Linked DNA regions of Mus musculus: region 2 is linked to region 1. A link is a contact called in public HiChIP or PLAC-seq data. All regions are on one chromosome and are shown on one strand. Each heading gives the region's core, a stretch centred on a gene start, on an enhancer-like site or on the middle of the called end of the contact. The rest is flanking DNA. Distances are from core to core; before and after follow the strand shown.

Evidence for each region. HiChIP or PLAC-seq counts read pairs in DNA pulled down with a chosen protein or histone mark.
Region 2: a contact with region 1 is called in a RAD21 HiChIP or PLAC-seq map of pro-B cells, with 2.4 times the contacts expected there. The contact joins two enhancer-like sites. A contact is called at or near these places in 1 of 15 datasets of contacts at CTCF or cohesin (pro-B cells), 1 of 484 Hi-C or Micro-C datasets (bone marrow-derived macrophages) and 1 of 115 datasets of contacts at active chromatin or transcription factors (large pre-B cells).

Annotation. Positions count from the first base shown.
Region 1 is chr16:65,125,732-65,132,148 of GRCm38.p6, reverse strand. No RefSeq gene overlaps it. Among named protein-coding and RNA genes, the nearest start is that of Htr1f, 23 kb to the right of the region's middle. Within about 2 kb of position 4,083, at least 10 of the 459 cell types and tissues checked have an H3K27ac peak or open chromatin away from gene starts, as enhancers often do. A contact at or near this core is called in pro-B cells, where this site is marked.
Region 2 is chr16:65,375,202-65,381,618 of GRCm38.p6, reverse strand. No RefSeq gene overlaps it. Among named protein-coding and RNA genes, the nearest start is that of Pou1f1, 140 kb to the left of the region's middle. Within about 2 kb of position 3,153, at least 19 of the 459 cell types and tissues checked have an H3K27ac peak or open chromatin away from gene starts, as enhancers often do. A contact at or near this core is called in pro-B cells, where this site is marked.

The sequences.
Region 1 (6,417 bases), core at 2,834-5,333:
AGGTATTATTACAAAATCAGAACTGCTACATTTATGAAGTCACAATGTTAGATATTTTTATATTACCATATGAGCCATTCTAAATTTTCTGATATAGTATGAAAAATAAAAATTTACTTTTTTAAAAGTATTTTACTATTCAAAATATACTTGAAACAATAGGTTTAATGAAGAGGCAGAAACACATGCTCTTTATAGAGTTGCTTCCTTTGTGCAGAGTAAAGCAGATTGTAAAGCAAAGCCACATCTTAGAGATACATTGTGTAGATCTAGGCATTGTTATCCCCGTAGAAAGGATCATGTCACCTAATCACTATAGAGAAAGTGAGCTCTGTGACAAAGAACAGAGATTTCATCAGTGTGAAGGGAAGAACACAAGAGTAGAGAAATTAATATGTTGAATGCACTCTAGAGACACTCACATCTTATGATGAAAACTTTCCTTGTTTTTTTTGTTTTGTTTTGTTTTGTTTTGTTTTGTTTTGTTTTAATCACAGGAAGAAAGGCCAGAGCCATGTTAATACGCAAGAGGTAGTGCCAGGAATGCTGTGCCCATCTTTATGTTCGCTAGCAACTCACTTTCAGGCTTCATCAAGCTCTTGTGGTTTAACCTGTGGTGTTCCCTGAAGACTGAAGCTCAGTTACCTAAGCTGGTGAGCTCCAGGGAGGTGGTTGGATTCTGAAGGCTCAATCAATGTATTAATCCTTTAATGAATTCATAATATGGTGAGATTATTCTGGGAGGCAGGAACAGTAGGTGCCCAGGAAGGGGATCCTTGGTTTCCTCTCTGCCTCAACTGCCCCCCAACCTCCCACCCCCACTCCAGCTTCCATCACCTTGCTCTGCCTCACAACAAGCCCAACAATAAAGCTGAGAAGTGTGTGCTGAAACTTCTCAAACTGAAAGCCAAAATCTTTCCCATCTTAACACACAGATCAGAATCCACCTTAAAAACAAAAACAAAAACAAAACAAAACAAAAAAAAGACAAAATCCTCAAATGATCCTTGTGAATTTTAAAGTTTAAGAAACACTGGGCTAAATTTTGTCCTCCCCACGTTTGAAAGGCCAACTTATTAGTTCATTAAAAGTTACCTCTAGCAAGGATTATAACAAAAGGAAAAGATGAGGAACACCAGAAAATGAAATGTTGATTGCACAAATAATCCTTTTGATAAATACAAGAATGTGATTTTTAATAATAAAAAAAGGAGCAAACAGTTCTCGATGACCCAGTGTATTTAAAATAATAAAAATAATGCTTAATATTTAATGAGAGTTTCCTACATTTCCAACACTGTCCTCAGCTCTGCATATGAATTAATTTACTTACCATTTATTATTTAGCTTCATTAAGCTCATGCAATGGAAGGAATGCTATTTTAATTGAATAGATTAAAAACATAAGAAGTTGAATAAATAGACCAAATTAAATCACGAGATGAATTGAGACTATTTTAAAATCCAAATTCAGGTAATGGCCTTTCCTACCAGTTCTAACAATAAAGAGCTTAGGTAATTGTTGCATTTTACAGTCCCTTGGCTAAAATGATTCTTGCTCTAAAAAACAAACAAAACACCACCAACAAAAATTATATATTCTTTTCTTTCCTTGTAATTGAGTCTCAATAAAAAGTTAAAGAAACTCCTTCCATGGATATTTTATTCCCTATTCTAGGGAGGAATGAAGTATCCACGAGTTGGTCTTCCTTCTTGATTTTCCTGTGTTTTGGAAGTTGTATCTTGGGTATTCTAGGTTTCTGGGCTAATATCCACTTATCTGTGAGTGCATATCAAGTGACTTTTTTTGTGATTAGGTTACCTCATTCAGGATGATATCCTCCAGATACATTCATTTGCCCAAGAATTTCATAAATTCGTTGTTTTTATTAGCTGAGTAGTACTCCATTGTGTAAATTGCGACATTTTGAGGGACATCTGGGTTCTTTCCAGCTTCTGGCTATTATAAATAAGGCTGCTATGAACATAGTGGAGCATGTGTCCTTCTTACCAGTTGGAACATCTTCTGGGTGCATGCCCAGGAGAGGTACTGCTGGATCTACCAGTAGTACTATGTCAGTTGTATACAGAATGGTCACATCTACCAATATTAAGACAATCTAAAATAAGAATCATAAATGATTATGAAGCATTAAAGGGGAAACTTTCTGGAAAAGGAAACAATTACTTAATCGACAGCAAAACTGTCTCTCAAAGTCTCATTCCTACAGTTGCATTTTATGTTACTTAGGTCTTTAAAGAATGAGGCAGCCTATATAGATCTCCATATTGTATTGGCTCCCCCTATTACAAATATACTCAGGGGAAACTCCAGACTACAGCATTAGCCACCCCAAAGAATACAAGGTGAGAAATCTTGAGAGTGTAAGAGAGCCTCCCCAACCCACAGACTGCACAGTTAAGTGTGGTCAGCAAAGTATCAGGATACAACAAGAAGACAGCTTCTAGAAGGAAAAAAAATCCCAAGGAACAACTGGGCGCTTCACAGAATCTGGTTCAACGACATCTTAAATAGAAACACAAGACACCAGTTTCAACTTTCCTCCCCCACCTCCACCTGGCAGACTCCAATTATAGAAAACCCAGAAACAAGCTGCTCCAACACTTCATCTTTTTTTTTTTTGGCTCTTTGTGCTTTTCCCTTCATGAATGAGCCAACAAGAGTAGTGTCTACACTAGGAATAGCCTCAAATAAAGAAGGAAAAGGTATCCAAAACAACAGATGCATGTAGTGCAACACAGGAAAACAAGAAAGATGAAAATAAAAGACAACATGGTATGTACAACAAATCTTGTCCAATTACTGACTCTAAAGTCTTACTTCTAAAAATGATCAGTGATTTCAAAGAAATCAAACAACCAGATGAATGAACTAAAAAAAGAATGAGAATAAAATAAACCAAGGATGTAGGGAAGTAAGCAAAATTGCAGAAGAGAAACTTGGGAACAAGGATAAAAAATCCGGGGGTTGGGGGAGAGAGGAAGGAAGGAAGGAAGGAAGGGAGGGAGGGAGGGAGAGAGAAAGAGAGAAAGAGGGAGGGAGGGAGGGAGAGAGAGAGAAAGAGAGAGAGAGGGGGAGAGAGAAAGGAAAGAAAGAAAGAAAGAAAGAAAGAAAGAAAGAAAGAAAGAAAGAAAGAAAGAAAGAAAGAAAGAAAGGAAGGAAGGAAGGAAGGAAGGAAGAAAGAGGAAAGGATTTGTTAGAAAAAAATCAAAGAGAAATGTTGGAAATGAAAACCTCAGCTAATCAAATAAAAACACATTGAGAAGTATTTCCAGTAGACAGACAGAAGCTAGAATATTGGGATGGAAGACAAGGCTAACAGAAGACTCCTTTTAGAAAGCAATAAAGAAAAACCCTAGTTCTAAGAATTGTGAAATGATCTTATAATTATAAATGTTGAGATTCTGTGGTGTAGAAGATGCAACTAAGATTTATTTTTAGTGTCATAGAAAATCTATTTAATGAAATTATAGCAGAAAGTTTCCCAAACCTAGGGGAAATTCATGGGCATTTAAGGCCAAGAGGTATTTATAATCTCAAATAGACATCTCCAGAGAAAATCCTCTTCACAGCACATTACACTCATCTTGCCAAAACTATAAAACAAAGAAACAATATTAAAGACTCCAAGAAAAAAATGTGAAATAATTTACAATGTCAATTCATCAGAGTAACTTCAAACCTCTTAGCAAAAGACCTAAAACCCAAGGTTTCATATCCTGAAACTAAATAACTGCTGAGCAAAATTATCTTTAAAATCAATGGTGAAATAAACATATTTCAAAAATAAGCACAGATTAATGCAATTCACAATCATCAAGCTAGCATTGCAGAAAAAATAAATAAATAATTGAATCCTACATAAAGAAGAGAAAGAAACATTTTTTTCATTACATGAACATAGGAAAGAATAAATTCCATTCCAGAAAGGATGCTAAGAAAAAAAATCGATAGAGAAAGTATGGTAAAAAGACCCTGAGACCAGCATGGGAGTCAAGAAGCAGACTGCTGGCAGGTTCTCCACAAACAAGAAGCAGAGATAGAAAACAGGAAGTGGGGACTCTGCAGTCAGGAAGCAGAGACAAAAAACAGGAATTGGGGACTAGTCTATAAAACTTCAAAGCCAACTCCCAATAACATACTTCTTTCCCCAAGACACTATATCCCAAAGCGTCCATAGCCTTCTCAAATCACATCATCAACTGGGAACTAATGTTCAAACGCAGGATCCAAAGGGGCATGATTATCATTCAATCTGCAGCAATCAAGAAAAGAACTAACAAAAAAAATACAGAAATCAGAAAATTACTCTCAATAAAAATCCTATATATGAAGTCCTAATTCTTCAGTTATACATAAAGAACAGACTACCTGATTGAATTAAAAATAAAATCCAACTATTTATTGTTTAGAGAAAAAAAACACATTCCTCAATGTCAAAAGCACACATTGACAGAGTTTTTTTTTATTTTTAATAATAAAGTCAATATATCCAGAAAATAGAAACCAAAACTTAGTCAGACTAGTTATATTTGCATTGGGTAAAGTAGACATCAGAACAAAACTAGTCTAAATAAATAAATAAATAAATAAATAAATAATGAACATTTAAAAACCTGTAAATGTACATGTATAATACATTGTTGTACTCAATAACATTTTTTTAGAAATACAAAAAGAAGAGCCTTGTGGTTTCTGTCTGTGCCCAGAGCTGATCATGTGCCACAGTGCTCCATACCCAAATCCCTATGGGAAAGAGCTGGTCTCCCAGGAGTGCAGACATGCCTGTGATAACAGGTAAGACCACCACTTCTGCTCAGAGGGACCTGCCCAGGGCCCTCAAGACACAGGATCTGAGGAGCAGCCTGGGACAAAATCCTTCCGGTTTCCATTTGTGCCAGCAGCTGATCCTGTGCCAAAGTGCTCCGTACCAAAACCTCCTGGAGAGAACTGGTCTCCCAGAAGTACTGGCACACAGGCTTGTAGGAGGGACAAGCCACAGTCAGAGACAGCAAAATCATCTAACACCAGAGATAACCAAAATGCAAGAGGCAAAGGCAAGAATATAAGCAACAGAAACCAAGGGGCACATGGCATCATCAGAAACAAGTTCTCTCACCTCATTGAGCCCTGGATGCCCCAACACACCAGAACATCAAGACTCTGATTTAAAATCATATTTTATGATGATGATGATAGAGGACTTTAAGAAGGACATAAATAACTCCCTTAAAGAAATAAAGGAGAACACAGGTAAAGAAATGGAAGCCGAAGAAAAAACACAAAAATCCCTTAAAGGTTTACAGAAAAACACAACTAAATAGGTGAAGGAACTAAACAAAACCATCCAGGATCTAAAACTGGAAATAGAAACAATAAGGAAATCACAAAGGGGGCTAACACTGGAGTTAGAAAACCTAGGAAAGAGATCGGGAGTCATAGATGCAAGCATCACCAACAAAATACAAAAGATAGAAGAGAAAATCTTAAGTGTAGAAGATACCATAGAAAACACTTACACAATAGTCAAAGAAAATGCAAAAAGCTCCTAACCCAAAACATCCAGGAAATCCAAGACACAATAATAAGACCAAACCTAAGGATAATAGATATAGAAGAGAGTGAAGAGTCCCAACTTGAAGGGCAAATAGATATCTTCAACAAAATTATAGAAGAAAACTTCCCTAACCTAAAGAAAGAGATACACATAAACATACAAGAAGCTTATAGAACTCCAAATAGATTGGACTAGAGAAGAAATTTCTCCCATCACATAATAGTTAAAATACCAAATGCACAAAACAAAGAAATAATATTAAAAGCAGTAAGGGAAAAATGTCAAGTAACACATAAAGGCAGACCTATCGAAATTGCACCAGACTTCTCACCAGAGACTATGAAAGCTAGAAGATCCTGGGCTGATCTCATACAGACCCTCAGAGAACACAAATGCCATCCCAGAATACTATACCCATCAAAATTCTCAATTACCGTAGATAGAGAAACCAAGACATTTCATGACAAAAACAAATTTACATAATATCTTTCCATAAATCTAGCACTACAAAAGATAATACGCAGAAAATGCCAATACAAGGTGGCAAACTACACCCTAGAAAAAGCAAAAAAGTAATCTTCTTTCACCAAACCCAAAAGAAGATAGCCACACAAACATAAAATTAACAGGAATCAACAATCACTATTTCTTAATATCTTTTAACATTAATGGACTCAATTCCCCAATAAAAAGACATAGACTAACAGACTGGATATGTAAACAGGACCCAACATTCTGCTGCATATAGGAAATGCACCTCAGTGTTAAAGACAAACACTTTACCTCAAACTAAAGTGCTGGAACACAATTTTCCAAGCAACTGGTCTCAAGAAACAAG
Region 2 (6,417 bases), core at 1,904-4,403, 250 kb before region 1:
CCTTCTAGCCATTCCCTTCTGAATGTTAGTTTTTGCAGTTGGCTTCACCTTGAGGATGCCAAAAACTTGGAATGTAGTATTTTGACTGATGAAAATGTAAATTCACCTCTCATTTTGTAGATAATTATCCTAAAAATTGGAAAATATTGTTACACTGTGCTACCAAAAGTAAGTCCCAGGTTTTGACAAAAGAATATAATGTAAAACAAGAAAATATCACAAGTTCCAGCTACAAATGAGAGTGTAAGTCTTGGGTTAAGACACCACATCGCTCATTGCTATTTCCTGATTACTCAACATGTAGGTTTGAAGTATTTTCTAATCCTGTTTGTAATATAAATTGAACTAAGTGTTCAGTTTAATCCCTAAATTATTAGTAAAGAATGCAATATTTCTTAGTGTCTTCCTCGATTTTAAGAAAACTCAGAGGTTCCTCAAGGCAGTTATCAAAGGGTAAATTTACTTTTTAATTATATCTATTTAAAAAGTTAACATTAACTAACCACAGTAAAATTTAATTCTGTCTTAACATTTAACTCAAAGTGCTTAAGAACTTAATCAAAATATGTTGTACACATTCAGAAGTCTTTAAAGTTAAATTTATGGTTAAAAAATGGTTACCTTGGATTTATATTGTAAACTTACACTGTTTTAGTCTCATATCAAAACATAATTTTAACTATGTCAATTATATGTTGACATCAAAACCAAGCTGCACATTCTTGCCAGATGTTAGAGGTGTCAAACGCTTGTGACTTATGTTCTATTAAAGATGTATTTTAGTTCCTTTAAAGGGAAGGACTCTGAGAATTTCCTGTAAGGTTGAAAGTCAGAGATTCAGGATCAGAGATCTGGATGGCGTTTACACACTGACATTCTAAAACCAAGAACCATGAAGTAGCTTCCTTAGGATTATGCAGGGAAAGAATGGAGATGCTACGCAGAATCGAACTGTTTAGCTTGAAAAACTATCCTTTTGCACACATTTTTTACTGCTGCAAGAACTACTAAGTGAACACAGATCCATTTATGCTCATTCCTTTTCCTTTTTCAGTAGTTTCTTCCTTTTTTAAAAAAATCATCAATATTTTAAAGACAAGAATATTTGGTAATATTCTCCCCATTTTTCCTGTTTGCTAGGCTAAAGCAACTTTAAATAGATTCCTATGAATCCTTTCTCTATCATTGCCTACTGGCATCTAGCCTTACTGAACATGACTGCCTAGGAGAAAACAGATCTTTATTCTCCCCCTTTCCAGATTCTACATCTATATTTCATTTTATTACTATCTCCGACTCTCCAAATGAAAGTTTTGATAGTCCTCTTCTGGCCTTACGTGGGCCAGCAGTATTTGTCCTTGGATCTGGATGCCACAGCACAGTGTTAACACAATAAATTCTCTTAATAAAGAACATTCATACGAAGATGAGATTCCGTCATTTTTGCTTTTCTTAAACAGCACCATTTCCCATCTGTTCTGAGTTTAGAGCCAAAGCCTGCTCAAGATAAATTTAATGTGTGTGGAGATGGATGTGGAGGAGTTCAAAGACCAGCCTGCTGGCTGAGTTGTCAAATAATAGAAACATCCGTAAATTCCTTCTTCTTTTAGCCCACCCTGAGGGGAAACAAATCAGAACAACAATAGCAAACTGTTAGAACTCCACACAGGACACAATAAAGGATGAATAATTCCATTCCAAGATCCCATCTTCTTGTCTTCTACTTTGTATCTCAGAGCAAGATGCAAGAACTAAGCATCCTTTCATTGCTTTCCAAGAAATAGCATCATCCATTTTCCCTAAGACCAGTAAAGATGTATTTGCACATCACTCTTACGCTCCAACTCCTTTAATGGTTATTCTCTAACACTAATTTGTGGGGTTTGTATCACTTTTTTTGTTCAAACCTCTTGAGCAAAATCAGGGGTTCCACTTAAAAGTAAGAATATTGCTCATTTTGCTGCTCTCGCCTCTTATTATGTTCAGGACATAAAATAGAAATTCTAGCACATCCTTCATCAATGGTCTTCTATTTTCCTGGTATGGATTCTCAATGGACACTCCTTCCCCATTGGCAGCAGAGAGATTTTCTCTGTACTATGGCTGCTGGTAAGTCCCAAGAGGGACTTCCAGATGGAGCAGCTTTTCTGAACCGTCCATGCACCAATGAGCCCAGTAAAGGCTCAAAACCTGGGCTGGGAGAGCATCTTTTGTTTGTCCTCTCAAAGCCTGCTTTATCTGTGGTGAATAGATGTTGTGTTTCACTTCCCAAGGAAAAATAACACAACTGCCAATTATGTCATACTGAGATAAACTTAACTAGGTCACAATGCACTGTCTGTTTTAAATATAAATAGATTTGGTTTCAAATATTTTGCCTCACTGAATGCCCATAAGTAAAATCAGTGACTTTTCTTCCATATGATCCGTCCCTGACAGCTGTTGTGTTTGCTCAGCCCCATCGCTTTTTATACCCTGGAAGAACTTATTTGAGATTAGACTTTTTTTTTTTCATTTTGGAGTTAAATTTATTAATTATGACATCTTCCAGAATTTTTTCTCTTTTGATTTTATAGTGCTTATGAAGTTGTTTTTTTCTAGTTTTCTCTGATGTTCTGAAAAACTGTAACGTTCTGTATGGTCAGGTATTCCATTGCCTGTGACCAGTGCTTTAGCAGGGGTCTGGAACCTGAGGACAGACATATTGGAAAGACTAAAGACATTGACCACCTGTTGACTATCAATCCAGTTGCCCAAAATATCTTGAACTATTGTTATTTATACAATCTCAAGCCTACTCACCTGAGCAGTGAAATAATTGGCTATTTTATTTAAAGAATCATAATGTCAGTATACATAAGCCTTATCATTACAAAAGCCCCCTTCCTCCTTTCCCTCTCCCTCTGGGTCAGTCACACAAATACCCTCAACCATACTCTGCAACTAAAATTTAACATTAGTTTCCCCCACCCCCAGTCACAATAGCAGTTCTCTGTCACAATACCTTTTATCACTGCAGGCAGAGACATGTTCATGTACCAAGCAACTTTTCCTGATATGCATCCACTAATTCCTGATTAAGTCTCTGTTGATCAGATACAACTTCCCCATTTTATAGGTCGCTGTTGATCAGACCCAGCTTCCTGAAACAGTTATGTGAGCCAGGACCGTTGTTCTCCACACTGTGACCAGCTTACTCAGTGTGACTGTAGCTGTGCCTCTAGGGACATAAGTATGTTTCCCAAATTACCCAGGATTAACTGTCACATCTGGAGGATGAGTAGGGTTAGAGAGAGGAGAGGAGGGTTTCACTCCTTGAATGAGTCCGAAGAAGAACATAGAATTCATTCACAGGTCTTTGCCAAGTGGGAAGGGGTTTCTATGGGCCTTGCTGTGTGAAGTCACCAGTGAAACACTCATAGGCCTTTCAAATTCAATCAGTTTCCATTTCTCATCTAATCTCAGCAGGCAGCATCTTCGGAGTCAGAGGGCTTTAGCCTTAACTTTGTTCAACTGTGATACTTTGTTATCTGCTTTCCACAGTTCCACCAGCTTAATTATCATTTTCAAATCTTATTAAGTTTGCTGATATTGTATCTTATTTTCTTTCACTAATTAACTATGTAAATTTAATTCTTTTGCCTTTTTACTAAATTTGGCATTAGTCTTTTGCCATTTTTATATTTAGCTAATTAACTTTCAAGTTTTGGTATTTTTAATAGTTATAAGTTGTGTCCTAAAATTGCTTTAGCCTATATCACACAGCATGTATATATACATATATATATATATATATATATGTATGTGTATATGATGTATATGTATATATCATGTACATATACACATGTATATACATATACATACTTTGTTATGTATATTATATATAATAATCCAATTTTAAGTGTTTTCTGGTATCTACTTTAGGAATTTGCCTCTTTCTCATTTTACTTAACCGTGTTCTTTAATTTCCAAATAGATTGTTCTTTTTTCCGTTTTTACTATCTATATCTGACTTGATTTTTTGTAACTGGTAAACATGAGTTATATGCTACCAATCTTTTGGAATTTATTGAAACTCACCCATAGTTCAGCATGTGGTTGATTTGTATGAAGGACATTTTCCTAGCTTAAGATAATATGCACCTACAGGTTAAGGTGGTGTCTCGACATAAGTTAGTTGTCAAAGATTAATGAATCATCTGAGCATAAACTCATTATTAATTTTTAAACCTCTTCCTCTTTTGATCAGTCACTCTTCCTCTATCTTATTCTATTTAACAAACACCCAAGAAATATTCTTGAATATCCCTAAAAATGATAAATAGGGAAGTCACTAAAAGTAAAATGTGAGTTATTAGAGATTTTAATGTCACGTCATGCTTGAAGAAAGTTAAACAGATTAAGGAAAACACCAACAACATTGATGGAAAGCTCTAATGAATTTATTAATATCATTAAGTCTTAATGCATCAACACAGCATGTTTAGCATCTTTGTATGCAAGGCATTAAAATCAAGACTAGACTTACATCTACTAAAATTCTAGAGGAATGAATGCAGAAATAAACATTTGGTAGAATATAGGATTTGAAATAATGTTCTAAACTAATGGGACTAACCAAAGTCCAATGGTTGTGGCCAGATTGAAGACAAATGCCCCTGCAGTGGGTGGTGGTGTGTGAAAGCATGCACAACACTGTGATGGGGAGATGTGGAAAGAGAATCTGTGTTATAATAATAAGAGGGCCAGAAAGAGAGTTTGTTCCAAGGAGGAGGGACATTTTCTCTGGAGTATAGAGCTTGCCCTGTTCTGCATTGCCATTTTATTTTAAGAGGTGAGGATTGCTATGATTTAGCATGCAACTTCCCACTCAGATACCCATATGGTGAATCCCAGCCTCAGCACCTCAGAATGTGACCACATTGGGAGACAGGACTTTTAAAATGGTCAACTAAAATGAATCTATGGAGGTAGACTGTAATGAAATCTGGCTGGAGTACTCCCAGTAAAAGGAGACTGAGTTACAGAGAAGGGTAACAAGCTTTGATGGGGGAAGCCCCTCTGAAGATCTGAAGCTGCAAGGGTCAAGGTTTTACTAGATACAAAAAACCATGATGAGTGTCTCTTCAAGAGCTTCTATCTCCAACAAATGATAAAACAAACTTCTAGGGTTGAAACCACCTTGAAAATGAGAGTCTTTTTTATAGTAGTCTTATCAGGACAAATACAGGAATGTCATGAAGAAATAAATAAAGGTACCAGCCTCTCTCTGAAAACCTTCAGTAGTCTTTTTTTTTTCAGTCCAATGTGTTTTTTATTTCCGACAACATTTCTTTTTTTTAATTAATTTATTTTTTTACACTCCATACTTTATCCCCCCCTCAATCTACCCTCTGACTGTTCCACATCCCATACCTCCTCCCTACCCACCTGTCTCCACGTGAATGCCCCCGCTCACCTGACCTCTAAACTCCCCGAGTTCCTCCAGTTTCTTGAGGGTTAGGTGCATCATTTCTGAATGAACACAAACACAGAAGTCCTCTGCTGTATGTGTGTTGGGGGCCTCATATCAGCTGGTGTATGCTGCCTGGTTGGTACTCCAGTGTCTGAGAAATCTCCGCAGTCCAGGTTAATTGAGAAGGTCCTCCTTTAGTATCACCCTTCTCTTCAGTGTCTTTCAGCCTTTCCTAATTCAACAACAGGGGTCAGCTGCTTCTGTCCATTGGTTAGGTGCAAATATCTGCATCTAATTCTTTCAGCTGCTTGCTGGGTCTTTCAGAGGGCAGTCATGATAGGTGCCTCCTCCAGCAGGAAGACAAGGCATCAAGTGAGGGATGGGGTTGTGATCCCACAGTCTAAACTCTGACCCATAATTGTTCCTGTCTGAAAAAATTACAGAGATGGAAATGAAGAGCAGCCTGCAGAAAAGAAGGTTCCAGCGACGGGTCCAAAGTGGGATCCAGCTCAAGGGGTCCCAAGGCCTGACACTATTACTGAGGCTATGAAGCACTCATAAAAAGGGACCTTCAGTATTCTTTGATGGTTTGGTTACATCTCCACTCTTTCTTGGAAACCATGCAGTATATCTTTGGTGTCACTTCTATCAATGTGAGGACCCTCAAGCTGACTCCTGAATTAATTGCTTCTTCTATCACTTGGTTTTCACATCCATAGCAGGACCCAAAATGTAAAGTATAACTACACTTGACATCATTTAAAAATATTCCCCCTCCCATAAAACTAAGTTTTCAAGTGACTATATATAAGCAATAGGAGTTAATGGGGCTTATATGAAAATATGGCTGGAGGCAACACAATTATAGGACAATGGTATAATATCTAATTTTAGAAGAATATCTAGGAAGTCATAATAATTTCATGCCATTTGTTTGCTAGATGAATTACATTTGTACCTGT